Regions from separate parts of the Sus scrofa genome. Here region 2 is linked to region 1. Evidence: chromatin contacts called from public Hi-C data. All regions are on one chromosome and are shown on one strand. Each heading gives the region's core, a stretch centred on a gene start, on an enhancer-like site or on the middle of the called end of the contact. The rest is flanking DNA. Distances are from core to core; before and after follow the strand shown. Region 1 holds the start of CARHSP1 (calcium-regulated heat-stable protein 1). Region 2 holds the start of TMEM186 (transmembrane protein 186).

Region 1 (3,799 bases), core at 789-3,288:
GCTTCGGTCAGAGCTGAGTCTCAGCCTAACTCTTCTCTCCGCTCGCTCCGTGAGCCCTGGCAGGCGACCTCGCCGCCCCCACCTCAGCTTCCTCATCTGTCAAATGAGACAGTTGTGGCGCAGCCTCTCAGCCGGGCGGATGTCGTGCGAGGGCGTTGTGCAGAGGGTGCCAGCGACAATGGGCTCAGGCAGCAAGAGTTGAGCCGCTGATGGTGGAACTGTCAGGCATGAGGATCTAGAATAATCCCTCCCATCCCTGTCCCTGCTGATGGGACACAAACCAAATGCCCTGACTTTGCCCCTCGCTGAGACAAAGAAAGGCCAGTTCTTCTCCCAAGGGAGCCCTCCCGCAACCCCACCCAGGACTCCAGAGCCCCGCGCTAGGCCTGGCTCAGCTCATTCCCCTTTGAGCATCTGCTGCAGGCCGGGCTCCATGACGACGCTACAGGGCCCTGTTGGTGCTCTACGGGGGCACCCCCGCCAGTTGGGGGGTGGGGATGGAGGGGAGGGTGACAGACACGCCAGCATTGAGAAGCCGTGGTCATCAAGACCTCCCCAGTACCGGAAGCACAGAGCGGGCTCAGAGGAGGCCCGGGCCTGAGGAGGCTGCTGCTTCGAGTCCTAAACTGGGTTGGGCGTGGGTAAGTCATTCCAGGCAGAGGGTCCGGCAGGGGCAAAAGGCCAGGGAGAGGGAGGACAGGCAGCAGAAAATGGGGTGGGGTAGGAGATAACAGAAAGCTCTGCGGACAAGTTTGGAAATTAAACAACCGTGCGACATTAGGAGATGATTTTAAGCTGAGGGTTGACTTGAACCTGTTTTTACAACTTCCCTCTAGGTTCAGGGTGGCGAAGGGATTGGAGGGGCGAGAATGGGAGCCGAGAGACGGAGAAATATCAAAAAGGCATGTGAAAACTGACAATAGCTAACGTTTCTCCCCGCACTGGGTGCGCCATCTCCTTTTACACTCACTCACTCTGCTAGGGTAGGAAAAACAATCTTCCCAGCCTACAGATGGGAAAACGGAGGCTCAGGGAAGCTTCCTATTTTGCAAAGAGACACCCCCGTCTGTGGGAACAGAGATGGTGCCTGGAGTGGGCTGGTCTCGCGCCCTCCACCCGCAAGACACACATCCACTCCAACCTCAGAAAAGCTGTGGGAGCCAGGGGCTTCCTTTTTAGGGGGAAAAAAAAAAAAAAACCGTTGCATTTCCGGCCTGAAAACTTGGGCTGCCAGCGAGGCCGGTGGGGAGGGGAGCCTGTGGGCTCGGGGGAAGTTTCTCTGCACTGCCTTGGGGCCCCCCATCCCGACGCAAACGCACCGGCCTGGCGCCCGGCGGCTCCTCCTCTCCAGACGCGGCCAATCGCGCGGCGCCAGGATACCCCCCCACACCCCGCCAGGCCTGGCGGAGGTCCCACTGCCGAGTCCACAGCTGGCGCGACCAGGCCTGGCTGGGGGCTGGCTCCACCTTCTGGAGCGGCGCCCCCCTCGCCTCGCCCCAGCGCACCGCGAGTCACCCCTTTCAGCTCCAGCCCACAGGCGAAAGGGGAGGGAGATAAGGGGGGCAGGCGGAGGGGGGGGAGGACGAGAAGGAGGGAAGGCTTTTTCCGCAAGAAGAAAACAGGTGGCCAGGCGGGAAATGCAACCTGACGTCTGCCCCCAAATCCCTCCAGCTGCTGCCACACCCACCCCTCTCCAGGAAGGATGAGTAACCCGTGCTCCCCAAACAGGTCACGGCGGCCCGGGTATTTTTTTAGGGGCCTAGAGAAACCCAGCCCGGAGACCCCGACCGAAGAGTCGGAAGACCCTGTAGAGGGGAGACGCATCGGGGCAGCAGCTGACGAAGAGGCCGAGGTCCCATCCCGGCCATCCCTGGGCCTCCTACAGGGCAGGGGCACCCCACCACACCCCTCCTGGGGTCCCGGGAGAAGCTCCTACCTGGTGATCCGTTCAGCTCCGCCAGCTGCTCCGCTCGAACTGCGAGAACTGGGCTGGGAAGGGGGCGTGGTTCACGGGACGGTCTCGCGGCGCCCCTGCCTAGGCCCCGCCCCCCAGAGCTCTCGGCCAATGGGGCTGCGGGCTGGAGCAAGAGCGGGGCGGGCGGGACCAGCCCGGACCGGACCTTTGTGTCTGCGCGCGGGAGTGGCGGGATCGCCGGGCGCAAAGCCTTGGGTGGGGGAACCCGATCTCTCGCCTGTGCTGCACCCCCGGCCAGAAAACGCCCCTGGAAAGTGGGAGAATTTGTTGTTCCCCTAGCCAACCGGGTCGGTCCGGCCCCCACTTGACCTTCGCTCCAGAATCCGGATGAGTCCGGGGCACCTCCGTCTTAGCGGAAAGAAAGAGATCTAGGAATGTCAAGAAGGAATGAGAGCTGCCAAAGGGAGGGAAAGAAAAAAACGAAAATGCAAAGAAAGAACAAAAAAAAAAAAACGGGAGCTGTTGATTTCGTTCTTTTTTTGTTTGTGTTTTTTGTTCTTAATTTCCACTTCCTCCTCGAGTCCTCTGTATCTGCAGGTGAATGACCTTACTCTCATTTAACAGGAGAGGAAACTGAGACAGAGAGGTGATCAACCCCTTACACACAACAAGTTGGGAACAGCCCCTGAAAGGGAGCCCAGCTCTGGATCAAGGCTCAGGCTGGCTGTTGAGGGGCAGCGGGAAGTGGGGAGGTATCCTGTAACTGTCCTGCGACAACAGGGTCCAGGATTGGGGGTAGCATGGGGGTCTCTCCTGAAACCCACTAGCTCTGCCTGCCTTTCATATATGCAGATCGCTTGCGGTGGGGGTGGGAGTGGGGGGGTCCCAGGAAAAAGAACCAGGCATGGCTTTCTTGACATGAGAAGCCCTTTTGTGATCTAAGCCTTTATTTATTTATCTTTTTAGGGCCGCAACTGCAGCATATGGAAGTTCCCAGGCTAGGGGTCCAATTGGCCCTGTATCTGCCAGCCTATACCACAGCAGTGCCAGATCCGAGCTGTATCTTCAACCGACACCACAGCTCACGCCAACACCAATCTTTAACCTACTGAGCGAGGCCAGGGATTGAACCTGCAGTAATTGCCAGGTCTGAAAATTATTGATGTTAAGGAAAGTGAAGGAATGCAGGAGCAAAGGAAAAGCAGTCAAGATACAATAGCTCATTCCCACTGTAGCTCAGCGAAATGAATCCCACTTGGAACCATGAGGATGCAGGTTCAATCCCTGGCCTCACTTGGTAGGTTAAGGATCTGGGGTGGGCATGACCTGTGGTGTAGGTCGCAGACACGGCTCAGATACCACATCTCTGTGGCTGTGGCGTCAGCTCAGACTCAACCCTTAGCCTGGGAACTTCCATATGCTACAGGTTCGGCATTAAAAGGCAAAAAAAAAAAAAAAAAAAAAAAAAAAAGACGCAATATTTCATCATGGATGAAACAGTCTTGGTTCCTCCGCAAAAGAACGATGATGTCGACCCTGTGACTTCAGTCACTGAAAGCTTGTACTCAGTCCACCTTGGCCACAGTTCTATGCCGACTTCTCTGCTCAAGCCCCTTCATGACTATGCATGTGGAGCCTTAGCTTAAACCTTCCTCAATTTTGCTGTTGGGAAGACACAGCTTTGAGGATGATTTCAGGTGTTCTTATGTGATGCAGGTAATAATAAACACTTCTCCAGAGCTTCAGCTTCCTTATATCTTTTGGCTGACACCCACCAAGAAGCAAACCCAGGAGTTCCCGTCATGGCCCAGTGATTAACGAATCCGACTAGGAACCATGAGGTTGCAGGTTCGATCCCTGGCCTTGCTCAGTGGGGTAAGGATC
Region 2 (3,645 bases), core at 503-3,002, 58 kb before region 1:
AACGCTCCCGGTCCAGGATGCGTCCGTAGCGTAGGGTGAGATAGAAGGTCTGTTTCCCACTGTACTGCCGGATCCGCACAAACAGCTCCTGAGGCCGATCGTGGCTTTCTGTCATGGGGACCACGTCGGCCACGGGGCAGTACGTGTCCTGTCGCCGGCCCCAGAAGGTCAGGTGGGCCACCCGCAGCACCGTGCCTGATTCATTCACATAGAGGATGCCCACCAGCCTCCGGAAGAAATGGCTCATCCAGCACAACATGGCCAGCGCGAAGCTGGCAACTGCGCCTGCCAGGCACAGGGAGTTGAAGGTCATGAGGCCCTGGGAGTACCAGTAGATGCCAGGCGGCAGGGCCACCACTGTCAACGCTGTCTGTGCCACCTTCAGCTGAGAGAGGTACCCGAAGACCCTGATGGCATCAAACCGGTACACCATCTGAAATTTCTCAGTCTCTGTGCCCAGCGGGTTCTTCTTGGATGGCAGAGGCCTGCTCCCCGCCCACCTCCTAGGATCCTGCCCACTGCAGCGCCACAGCCTGTGGAAAGGCCTTCCCCATGCAGCCTGCCTTGGTGACCACAGCACAGCTCGGAGCAGGGCAGCCTGGAAAGGAGACAGGGAGACCATTTCTCTCTGGAACTCAGCCAAGCTAATCACACAAGGACCACATGCAAAACATCTGCTACAGAGGATCCTGCCAGCCTGGTGAGGTCAGCATGATTGCCAGAGATGGAAAGAAAGCTGAAATCAGAGGCTTTACCTCTACCTCACGTGATAGTCAGGGAAGCTGTGTGCTAAAGGAACCACTGCTTCTACTTTACCACTGAGGAAACTAAGCCCAGAGAAGGTGAGAAATTTACCCAAAGACACACAGTCAGGGAGTAGGGCAGTCTAACTTTCAAACCCAACCTCTTTCCTCCAGGCAGCTCAAGTAGGCGCAGGCTTCATTCATTCAGCACATACCCAAGGAGGGCCGGTTCTGGCTGGATACCGGATCCACGGCCTGTGTGAACACTTCCTCAAGCAGGAAACTAAATCAGTGTCCCAGTGGGGAACAAATCCGCTAGCTAATCATCATAATAACTGTAGAATTCTCGGTTAGGTTAAAAGCGTCATCTTGGGGGCAGAACGTAAACGCTGTTTTCTTGGCCTGGATTGAGGGAAGGGATAGAATGGAGGAGGAAGGGATGGAGGCGTCAACTCATAGCACAAGGGTTTTATTAGATGCACAGTTCTACACCTTGAATATTGCACCGAAAGGTGCTTTGAGCTTTGAAGCCAGTTTTGGGTTCCAACCCTGGCTCCTACAGTCACCGGCTGTGGATCGTTGGGCAAATTACTCCACCTCTCTGGGCCCTGGTTTCTCTATCAAAGTGGGTATCCGTAACATACTGAAGAAGGTAACAGTTTTAAAGCCTTTAAATGCAGTAATGCACGGTGAATGCTAAATTTTAGTTGGCCCACGTGACCTAGGGGGCATAGGACGGCGGGGAACCCACGTCGGAGGTCCCTCCTCCGGATTCTCCGAATCAGAACCTAAGGCGTCCGCAGGCCTGCCCGGGGCCTGACTCCGACCCCCAAAGCACGACCCCTCCCTTTCTTGCCACCAATTGCCTTCTTACCATGGCCCCGCAGCCTGCAGCTGGAAGCGAGTCCCTCGCGTTCCGGGAATCTCCGAGAACGTGTCCTCCGCCCTAATGGGACAGCGTGGGGGCGCGCTGCATTCTGGGATCTGTAGTCCAGCCAGCAAAGCCGACGCTAGTCTCGGGCACTGCGGGAGGGGAATTCTCTTCCCGGCGTGCCCTGCGGCACGGGGGCCGGACCCGGAAGTTCCGGGCCGGGTGCCAGGTGCCAGTAAGTCGTGTAAGGTTTACGTGGAAACTGGGGTCATGGCTGCTCCCGGCCCAGCGCTCTGCCTCTTCGACGTGGACGGGACTCTGACCGCTCCCAGGCAGGTAAGCGGTGCAAAACTCCCTACGGCTCCCCGGTGGGTGTAATGACCGTCCAGGTAGGCGACCTGGGGCGGCTAAGGACCGCCTACCTCCCACGGAGGGGCTGAACTTTACTCTGGGTTCCTTGGAGTCATGAGACGAAAGCTCTCACCAGCTTTTCGAGACTTCAGGGTCCTCGGAGAGAAGGGACAGGCTAGGAACTCTTGAGAGCAAGGAACTTTGATTGGAAAACGCAGTTCTGGACTCTCATCAGCACCCCTGGGTTTGAATCCCGGATCAGCCGGGTTTACCAGCTTGTGTGCCCTCTTCAGACCTATCACCTGTGGTCTGCGCCTGTAGCCTGACATGAAAGACATAGGTTTCCAGGCCAAACAGACCTAGCAGAGTCTCTGCTTGACAGCTGTGTGACTTGAGCAAGTTAGTTAACCTCAGAGCCTCAGCATCTGTGGCTTTAAATGGGGCGTCTACCTGTTCCATGTGATGTTTGAATGAATGGATGAAATCATTTAAGTTCTTGAAAGTTATCTTACATACGGTAGACTGTGCTCAATAATACTCAGTAAGTATTCGCTGCCACCGCCACTCCCTGCTCTAGCCTTGCAGTGGAAGGGGGTGATAGAGGAAACCTAGATTGCCACAGGCTGCCTGCCGAGAACCTTCTTGGACTCCTGGAAACTTGCTTTCCATTTCCAGATTTTGCTGCCACGAGCACGGATAGGTCTCAAGATGAACCGTTGTGATGAAGCTTACCCTGACCTACCCTTTGCACACATTAGAAGAGCAGCCATTTGAACTTGAGACTGGCGCTAAATGGCCTCAGTCTCTCTCTACCCTGCTGCGTTTGGGTCGGGTGGTAGCACTGGTGTGCTCCAGAATTCCTCACTGAATGCGTGTGGCCTTAGATGTATCATTTTACTTTTCTGAGCCACAGGTGCTCTGTATGTACTGATGATGCACAGTTGTAAGTTCTCCACAGGCCCTTTTTGACTCCGTAATCAGTGCACACTTGCAAGTTGTTAAACACTCAGAGTGGCCTGGAGCCGAAGTCAGCAGTTCATTGTTTGCAAAGGGCCAGATAGCAAATACTTCCGTGTTTGCTGACCATATGGTCTGTAGTAACTATTCAACCTAAATCCAAAAGCAGCCATAGACCAGATGTGGACCTAGCACAGCTGTGTTCCAGTAAAACTTTATTACGGACACAAACTGCTGCTCTAATTGGCCCATTGGCCGGAGTGCTCTCTTAGGTTTACTTCCAAGCCTTTTGACATATCATTGGACCCTGTCGACCTTTCTCCCTCTTTGATCCCAGGTAGGATAGTTGTTATTTCATTTTAAATAAAGAAACTGAGACTCTGTGAAACGTGATCTGGATTTCCCACAGCAGATCTGGTGCAAGTCTCTGGGCCTCAGGGCGTTGTTGTTTGCTAAGATGGCCATTTTCTTCCACCGCCCAAAAGGTTGGAGGCTGTTCTGGTTATTACGCATGTGGTTCAGGACAGTAAAGAAGCATAAGGCATGGAATAACAACACCAAGCAACCTGCAATGTAGTCCCTTAAAGCATTTGAAACATGACATTCTTTGACATTCTTCTGTGAACATAAGTAATTTTTACGCTCAAAAAAAAGGTCTAATTTAGGAGTTTCCATTGTGGCTCAGTGGGTTAAGAACCTAGCTAGTATCCATGAGGTTGTGGG

Evidence for each region. A called contact is a pair of places that touch in the nucleus more often than the background predicts.
Region 2: a Hi-C map of liver shows a contact between it and region 1, with 6 times the contacts expected there. The contact joins the promoter of TMEM186 here to the promoter of CARHSP1 in region 1. A contact is called at or near these places in 3 of 5 promoter capture datasets (fetal liver and liver), 29 of 47 Hi-C or Micro-C datasets (adipose tissue, alveolar macrophages, blood and 15 more) and 2 of 2 datasets of contacts at active chromatin or transcription factors (alveolar macrophages and skeletal muscle).

Annotation. Positions count from the first base shown.
Region 1 is chr3:33,832,586-33,836,384 of Sscrofa11.1, reverse strand. It overlaps CARHSP1 (calcium-regulated heat-stable protein 1), which reads right to left and starts at 2,038. Exons shown (of 4, transcript XM_003124608.6): 1 at 1,937-2,038.
Region 2 is chr3:33,890,622-33,894,266 of Sscrofa11.1, reverse strand. It overlaps TMEM186 (transmembrane protein 186), which reads right to left and starts at 1,752. Exons shown (of 2, transcript XM_003124605.4): 1 at 1,618-1,752; 2 at 1-598. The coding sequence starts at 1,620. PMM2 (phosphomannomutase 2) reads left to right here and starts at 1,795. Exons shown (of 8, transcript XM_021086654.1): 1 at 1,795-1,950. The coding sequence starts at 1,885.